3 separate regions of the Sus scrofa genome follow, and all the other regions are linked to region 3. Evidence: chromatin contacts called from public HiChIP or PLAC-seq data. All regions are on one chromosome and are shown on one strand. The core of a region is the stretch at or near the end of the contact, and the rest is flanking DNA. Distances in the headings are between cores, read along the strand shown. Region 1 overlaps LOC106509214 (a long non-coding RNA gene). Region 2 overlaps LOC106509214 (a long non-coding RNA gene). Region 3 has its middle 36 kb from the start of SEC61B.

What was found. HiChIP or PLAC-seq counts read pairs in DNA pulled down with a chosen protein or histone mark.
Region 1: a contact with region 3 is called in an H3K27ac HiChIP or PLAC-seq map of skeletal muscle. The contact joins two enhancer-like sites. A contact is called at or near these places in 3 of 47 Hi-C or Micro-C datasets (psoas muscle and skeletal muscle) and 1 of 2 datasets of contacts at active chromatin or transcription factors (skeletal muscle).
Region 2: an H3K27ac HiChIP or PLAC-seq map of skeletal muscle shows a contact between it and region 3. The contact joins two enhancer-like sites. A contact is called at or near these places in 1 of 47 Hi-C or Micro-C datasets (skeletal muscle) and 1 of 2 datasets of contacts at active chromatin or transcription factors (skeletal muscle).

Annotation. Positions count from the first base shown.
Region 1 is chr1:241,198,518-241,201,217 of Sscrofa11.1, reverse strand. The region is part of intron 4 of LOC106509214 (a long non-coding RNA gene); the gene reads left to right. Among named protein-coding and RNA genes, the nearest start is that of SEC61B, 210 kb to the right of the region's middle. Within about 2 kb of position 1,402, at least 3 of the 83 cell types and tissues checked have an H3K27ac peak or open chromatin away from gene starts, as enhancers often do. A contact at or near this core is called in skeletal muscle, where this site is marked.
Region 2 is chr1:241,225,728-241,228,427 of Sscrofa11.1, reverse strand. The region is part of intron 4 of LOC106509214 (a long non-coding RNA gene); the gene reads left to right. Among named protein-coding and RNA genes, the nearest start is that of SEC61B, 240 kb to the right of the region's middle. Within about 2 kb of position 1,352, at least 1 of the 83 cell types and tissues checked has an H3K27ac peak or open chromatin away from gene starts, as enhancers often do. A contact at or near this core is called in skeletal muscle, where this site is marked.
Region 3 is chr1:241,020,241-241,022,940 of Sscrofa11.1, reverse strand. No RefSeq gene overlaps it. Among named protein-coding and RNA genes, the nearest start is that of SEC61B, 36 kb to the right of the region's middle. Within about 2 kb of position 1,275, at least 9 of the 83 cell types and tissues checked have an H3K27ac peak or open chromatin away from gene starts, as enhancers often do. A contact at or near this core is called in skeletal muscle, where this site is marked.

The DNA of each region.
Region 1 (2,700 bases), core at 153-2,652, 180 kb before region 3:
CTCTGGCATGTAAACAGTGTTCTGTAAATGTGTGTTGAAGGAGGGAGGAAGAAAGAAGTGACAAAGAAAGAAATGACAATGAAAATATCATGAGATTTTGAATGGAAAGAAGCTGGGTTGAAATCTAATTTCTCCCAAAAATATGCTGTGAGATTTAGAGTCTCAGTGTCATTTTTTGAAAAGGAAGATACTGATTTGAAATATTTATTGTGACAATTAAATGAGATTGTAAATGTGAAAGAGCTTTGCAAACTGTAAGATGCCATGAAAACATTATCATTATTGTAACAAAAATGCAAGGGCTTACTAAATTCCCTGTACCCTATCAGTATTACTAGTTGAAAGAGTGCATCAGATTTTTTTATGCTATTCTTAGCCTACGATGCAAGATCTGAATATATCTGGCTTCCTTGCACTGTCCCCCAATATCCACCATCAAGTCTAGTTTATCAACATTATTGATATGCTTCCCAGGATGTCACACTTCATATCTCCTCTGACTCTATCATGAGAACCAAGGGCTTCTACATTTTGGCGGTTGTTGTACCTGATGTATAGAAGGACTTAATACTAATTAACCATTGATTGACTGTTTGACATGGGTATTGGCATTTCTTGGAACTTGGGTGAGGATTTGACAAAATCGCATTAACAGTAGTTACGCTTCACCGCCTTTTTCTTTTTCATGAAAGCTGGCATATGTATTTTTATCAAAGGTGTTAGTGATGACTCTCAGAGTAAAATACTAGTCTGTAAAAATATCTTAAAAAAATAAGCAGTTGTAGTGGAAATTCCTTTGAACTGAGAGCTAGGAAGCCTGAGTTTTCTCATCCCAGCTCTACTTCTGGCTATGAGAATCTGAGCAAGTCTTTTAACATATTTACCTCAGTTTATTCACCTCCTAAGAAGAGATTTAGCAAAGATCTCAGGGGCCTTCCCCGCTTTGAAAGTCTATAATTCTAGGTAGCAGAATGAAATCTCAACCCTATGAAAACGCTTAAAACCACCCAAATAGAAGTTAATAAAATTTAAAAAATAAAATGGTAATATCACTCTAAGGCAGATTAAAGTTAAAAAGGAGTCTGAACACATATAAGAAGTAATTAGTTGAAAAAAGGCACCACATGCAAAAACTAAGACCTAGCCACAACCTGAAAGCTATTAAAACAATGAAAAACTTCCCTGAGCATAAAGTAGTTGACTTTCAATGCCATAAAGAGCTGAAAAGAAAAAAAAAGTTAATTAAATTCTTCATTTTTTAAAACCAGGTAAAACAAATTCAGTGTCAACTGCATTTTAAATAGTACACAGACATTAGAATTAATCTAGTGTAGCTCATGGGCTGCTGGCAGTGAAGACTACCAGAGCTAAGCCTGTCCTAGGAATCCCACGTGTCATCTCGAATGACAGGGCACTGGGGGCTAGTGCAGTTGGGGAGCCAGGCACTGCTTGGCGGAAGTCCCCAGGCTGAGGGCCTTCCACAGTAATCCCCCCGTTTAGCAGGAGCATGGAGCTTGCACGGAGTCCTTCTGGTCAGAGGGGAGGGGTATCAGACACAGCTGACCCCAGTGCAACTCCAGTTGATCAGAACTGGACATGCTGACAGCTCTACATACCTGTTACGTTTGGAACTCACAGCTGCTCATTTCCTGGCAGTTGATAAAAGCCTGGAGCAAATATGTCTGAGAAGAGCTTAGGCAATGTGTGAGAACACTTGATCTAAGCCCTCTGACAGCCTGGAGAAATGCTGAGAATGCCTTACACAGCTTGTTAGTGGGAATTCACAGGCCTTCCATTTTGCATCTAGGTTTACAAAGTGGTTACCTATGAACAGGAAGTATGAAAACAAAACGAGGCAAGCTGACGGAACAACTTGAATCAACACCCTGGTTTATCTTGAGCTGTTCTCCCTTCCACCTGAACAGAACCTCCTATTTCTGAATTTCCTTTTATTTGGATATAAATGGACTGTACTGTGTAGGAACATAAACCTCAAGGATACACCAATCATTCATTTGCTCAACAAAACATTTACCGAGCACCTTCTGTATGCCAGGCACTGACCTATGCATCAGTGAACTTAATGATTCAGATTTCCAGAACAGATTTCCTTTTGTTTTACATATCATCAATATACTATACATGTTCTAGCATGAATATCTGTAACAGACATAAACATGCAATATTTCAAAATTAATTCACGATGTGTTTGTACTTGGAAGCTAATGTATCCAGTCTAGATGGAAGAGTATTCATTTGAAAACTGCAGTTGTAAATTTGAATTCATTATTTGTCATCCAAACCACATTATAACAACATGAAGAGAAATTAAGATGTTATTGTTGGACCTGCTAACCAAATGTGAAAGAATGTTTGACACAACAAGTGCAGGAACATAGCATGAATGTAAAACATGGAATGTTCAGAAAAAGCATCCTCTGACAAGTGATGTTTAAACTGAGCCTGGAGTGTAAGAGGGGTTGGCCAAGCAAAGGGAGTGGAGGAGAGAGAGCATTCCAGGTAGAGAGAACAAAAGGTACAAGGGGACAGATTTCAGAGGGAGAGCAAGTGAATGATGTTACATGATGCAAAAGAGTGGAGGAGAAAAAAGTACAGGAGGGGGCTGGAGCTGTAGATGGGAAGCAGATTCATAGTAGGGCAGCAGAATAAGGAGGTGATGTCATCAGATTTTTATTTAAA
Region 2 (2,700 bases), core at 103-2,602, 210 kb before region 3:
AAGTCCAGGTTCTAGCTCTAGGTATCGCAATAACGTCCATCAAGTATCCAAAAGCTGGTGGCTGATGTAGAGTGAAACTGGGGTATGTGAAGGAGGCCAATAAAGCATGTGATTGAGGAATTTTACATAGGCAGCCTTCAAAGCTACACAAGGTGATGGCAAGGATGGGGCAGATAAATTTCATCCAAGGGCTGAAGACTTTAGAAGAAAGGAAAAAAAGGGATTTGAAGAAGACCTCTTGGCTTATACTCATTATTTTTTATGCTGTAGAAGAGTTATTAATAAATTAAAATATATGAGAAAAATAAATTCTAGATAATTTTTTGTGGTTTTAAAAAATATTAGATTTTTTGTGGTTTATAGAAAATATATTAGAAAGAATCTATGCTCATGATAAAACTTTCACATCAGAAGGATAAAAGATGACAAAAGCTTCTCATTCTCCTTTTCTTCCTATTAGCATTTCTCAGCAAATAATCTTGCATATTATTCTAGAAATTTTCTGTACACACACAAATATATACATTTCCTATTAGATCAAATGGGAATCAAACTATATATACTATGACTTACTTGTTACTTCATAGTATCTTGATGTACATTGGGTGCAATTCTGTGTTAGAACATAGAGCCTAACCTTCTGTTTTTAAACAGCTGCCTGATATTCCTCAGTATGGATGCCCCATAGTTTGTTCTAATTAGTCTCATATGGAAGGAGATTTAGATTATTTCTTTTTCTTTCTATTACAAATAATGCTGCAGTGAACAACCTTGTATGTATATCTTCATAGATTCTTTCTTGTATGCTGCCAAGTATCAGCATGAAGAAAAACAGTTTCTCAAATTCATCTTCCATCTATGTTCAAAGATTCTTGTCTTTGTTTCTAGGATGCTTCTCTCTTAAGGTCCAGTCACAATTTGAAATTACTTTTTAAATAAGTCCAACCTCTTTCTGGATTTTCCTCTTTATAGGAAGACTTCATGCAGCCACATAGGTTTTCCTTGAAGACCTCATGTTTTTTTTTTCATCACTAGTCTAGGTCTTTTTAAAATATAAATATTCGCAATTGTTATATATATTTAAATTTATAGAATCTAAACAGGGGCCTCTGTTTATCTGATGATCTATCTGATCCCTCCTCTCTGAATAGTGGATCCTGAGTGGTTTTTGATCCTGGTTGGGCAGTGGGATTTATATATAAGAAAGAATAAAAGAGAAATAATTTTCACATTTCTAGCAAGAGTGTTATGGAGCTTCAACTTCTCATCAGCTGGGGGAGGAGGAGAGTGAGGCTGGGAAGTCTGCCACAATATTTGGCATGGCTGGGCTTCCAGATTGTATCTATTTTTGTAGCTGCACAAGTTGGGAGGAGATTAGAAGGATAGTCAAATTTCCTGCTCCAGGTTGTAAATTGATCAAGAGGTGGAAGGAGCACTAGACTGGGAGTCAGAGGACTTGGTTCATGGTCCCAGATTTCTAAGATATTAATGAGAAGACCTGAGAAGAGTCCCTTCTCTTCTCCAAATCCCTTTTCCCTCAGCTTTGAACAAAGGAGGTTGGATTAATGGGCTGAAATGTCCTTCCATCTCTAATATTTTGTTATTCTGAAGTTCTAGGAATGTTAACTCCATTTTTAAAAACTCTATAAACTGTGAGACTGTTTACCCCTTTATCAAAAAGATTAATTAGGAATATCTCTGTAAATAAATAAGTGTAGGAGTTCCCTCTGTAGAAATTATATTGCAGCAGCTCGTGTTGCTGTGGAGGTGCAGGTTTGACCAGGCCCCAGCAGTGGGTTAAAGGATCTGGAGCTGCTGCAGCTGTGATGCAGGTCACATCTGGGATTCGAGTTCAGTCCCTGGCCCAGGAACTTCCATATGCCGTGAGTGGCCATTAAAAAAAATGCAGAGGTAAATTGGGAGTTGAATCTTTATCCCTGTGCCTTCTGTTTCAAAGCTTTGTGGCCAGCAATAAAGATTGGCTGAGGTGATGTGCAAACTTAGGAAATAAGGTCCTAGAGCCATGTAGTAGCTTCCAGATGAAACCATCCAGATGCCTCAGAAGCAGAGAAATCTGCTTGCATCCCATAGAGAAGATGTGAGGTGGGTGGGTCTAGGCAAGGGTGCACAGGTGAGTGAGTGGTCAGTGTACCTCTTTAAGTGTCCCTCTCAGAGCAGACCATTGGAGAGGAGGTACACCTCTTATTTGTGGCAGGTCTCCTCACCTACACATGTCTGAGGGCACCTTTAGGCCTGGCCCTTCCTAAGCATATCCATCTCTATCTCCAGAGGCCACAGCTGCCATGCATCTTCTTGGAGGATGCTGTATCCCTAGGATGCTTCCAGGATCCTTTCTACTCAAAGTACTCCCTGTGCACTCAGTAGTAAGCATGCTTTCTTCAGAGATTGTTCTAAGAAGACCTTCTACCTTTCCAGGATTCTCTGACTTCTGGAGAAATTGCCAGGCTTGGTCCGTATAGCAAATTTCATCCTTTTTTTTTTTTTTTCTTTTTTTTGGCTGTAAGCAACTCAGACTTTTCACAACAGTAAAAAACAAACAAAACACTAAGCAAGAAAAAGAAAATGTCTTCTATTGGAATAATAGAATCTTTTCTAAGGAACATGTTATGGAAAAATAGGACCAAATTCAAATCAACAAGAAGTATCAAGAACAGTAATAATATCTTGTGATTACAAACA
Region 3 (2,700 bases), core at 26-2,525:
CCCAATCAGCAGGCGGGTGGCGGCAGACACTGAGAGAGGTCGCCTTACTGGCAGGCAGCCCCAGGATACTTGGTACTCACTGCTCACATGAAGATTCTGGAATCCCCTTATACGATCCCGAGGTCTGTGGAAAAATAAATTATGGCTCTATGATGAAGATAATCCCAGCAAGGCCTGGTGCCAAGCGGACTTTTCTGCCTGACTTTCCTTCAGGGACAAACATTCTCCAGACACGCCTGCTGACCCAGCACCTCCTCCCTCCCCCAGTGTGTGTGAGAGAGATCACTTTAGAACAGTAAGCTGCCTCCCTCTTTTTACCAGTGGGGGTGGTGCAGCATTTCTCTAACTGCCTCCCCCCCCCCACATTAGAGCAAGAGGTCTCATCTTATTGTCCTCCTGAGCTGGTTTATAGCCAAGTTGTTTTGCTTCTCAATTGCTTTAATCATTTTGAGACAAATGACCAAAAAAAAAAAAAAAATTAATTTTCCGGGGGATATTAGAGACCCTGAGGCCAAACTGGAAAGAATTTTCAAGATCACTTGACTCAAACACTTCCCACTACCAAGAGGGAAACTGAGGCCCAGGTGGGGAAGAGAAATGCTCAAGAGCCCACTGTGACAGCTGGAACTAGAATAAGGTCAGTCTCAACCTCTTCAATAAGACCTTGAAATGTCCAGATTGCCATTACCTACACTCTAGAATGAAGGTCATTTTCCTTCTAGAAAACAGGAGAATGGGTATCAGCTCAGACTAGAAGGTGGTGAGGCAAGAGGAGCCTGGATGAAGAGGGAGACTGTCCCAGGCAGCACATAGTGACATATCAGACACGCAGTCTTCACAGGAGCATTTCTACTAAAGGCTGGGGGAACGGAGTCCCCAAATTTTAAGTAAGGACATCACAAAATTTGTTCCCTTAGGACCTTAATACTTAGCCCAGACAGGGAAGCTGAGGCCCAAATAAGGGTCAGGCATCAAATGAAGGTCACACACAGTCAGGTGGAGGGGGGATTAGGTGCTTGGCCTGAGAGGGTCTGGTCCAGCTCTCTCCTTTGCACTGAATCAGACTATCAGCAATCCCTGTCCTAGGGCTACGAGCCAGTCTTGAACTTGGGACTCTGTCTCAGCTTTCCCTGCAGAGAGTCAGCTGTTCTTTCAGGCCAGTTGGTGCCAGGCTGATACTGCATTCTTCTCCTTGGCCCCTGAGCCAGGGACACGCTTTCCTGCAGCCTGATGCCATCCCCCATGGCGTGATTTCTGTGTAGTGCCTGAGGGAACAGCTGGTTCAGGGGCTGGCAGGCTGGGGCTGAGTCAGGCCTGGCTAGCTCCGTGAGGATCACCTGCCCACCAGGAGGGCTTGAGTTTTACTGCCCTCTGGCCATGTGTCACAGCAGGACATGCTGAACTCTCCCTGTGACTTGAGGACATGGGTCCGGCTGTCCAGGGCAGGTGGGGCAAGAACACTGAAAGCAATCCAGGCAGCGCCCCTTTCCAGGGGGCCAGGCATGCAGCACTGAGACACTGGGCCCGGAACCTGCCCTACAGCCTTGACCACAGAACCCACAGCTCCATACCCAGCATTCCTGGGCTTGTCTAGGAAACCAGCAGACCAGCTCGGCAAAGGATGGAGTGGAGAGAGCTGCCTTTCCCCAAAGAAAGAGTCTAGAGCATCAAGAAAGGAGCACCCTGACCCATGGCCCAGATCCCCCAGCTTCTGTGGGCCAAGGACTTCAAAGATCTCCTAGCCCAAGTCCTTCATGGAACAGGAAAGAAATTGGAGACCCAGAGAGGGGAAGGAGCTTACCCTGGGTCACACAGCAACTTAAAGCCAGGACTGAAATCCAGCCTGCTTTCCAGTCCAGCTCTTAAACCCACAAATGCTTTCAGAGCATGGAGGTGACAGACCTCACTCTGGCCCCTGACAGGTCGCAAGGAGAACATCACTAGGAGCCACCAGGTGCCCTCACAGGGTGAGTGCTACCTGTAAGTCCCTTTACAGAGTGAGGATTGCACAAAACACATATATCTGTTGCCTTTTTAAATACATTCAGCAATCCTACAAGGTGTGTGTGTAATTATCGTCATCGTTTTCATGAAAATTAACCAGGAGGCCCTCACTGGACCTCTCTAGTCATCCTTCCCTTGTCCTTGATTTCCCCTCACTGTCAAGGCCAGTCAATGGACCAGTAAAGCCAGTCATCCCTAGAGGACCCTGGGAAGAGAAGGAAAGGGAGGCATAAAGAGAATTCCAAAGTCTTGAGGACCACAATATGGACTCTTTGAAAACACCATTCGAAACCCTGCTCCAACCACTGAAGGGGAACAGCCTGGGAACATCCAGGGGGCTCACCCTGCAGTCAGCACAGGGCTAGGTGGGCTCACCTAAATCAGAGCTTCCTGCAAGCCTGTCCTGGGAAGGAGCTTGGCCTACAGTAACCCCGGGCCCTCTATTTTTGTCCTATCACACATTCCAGGGCTCTGCTTCCCTCCCCTTCCTCCTCCACTGCCTGAGAGCCAGCTGCCTGTCCATTTGAGGAAGCTGCAATTAGAGCCCTCTGCAGCCTTTCTCCTTGCCAGCCCAGGGGTGCCCTGTTACGGGTGTGCTCTCCCTGTCACTCAGACTCAGCCAGTAGATGAACTGCAGCACGTCAGGGGGAGGTGGCCCAGAGAGGGAGGTCCCCAGAAAAACAGTGGAGGAGCTTG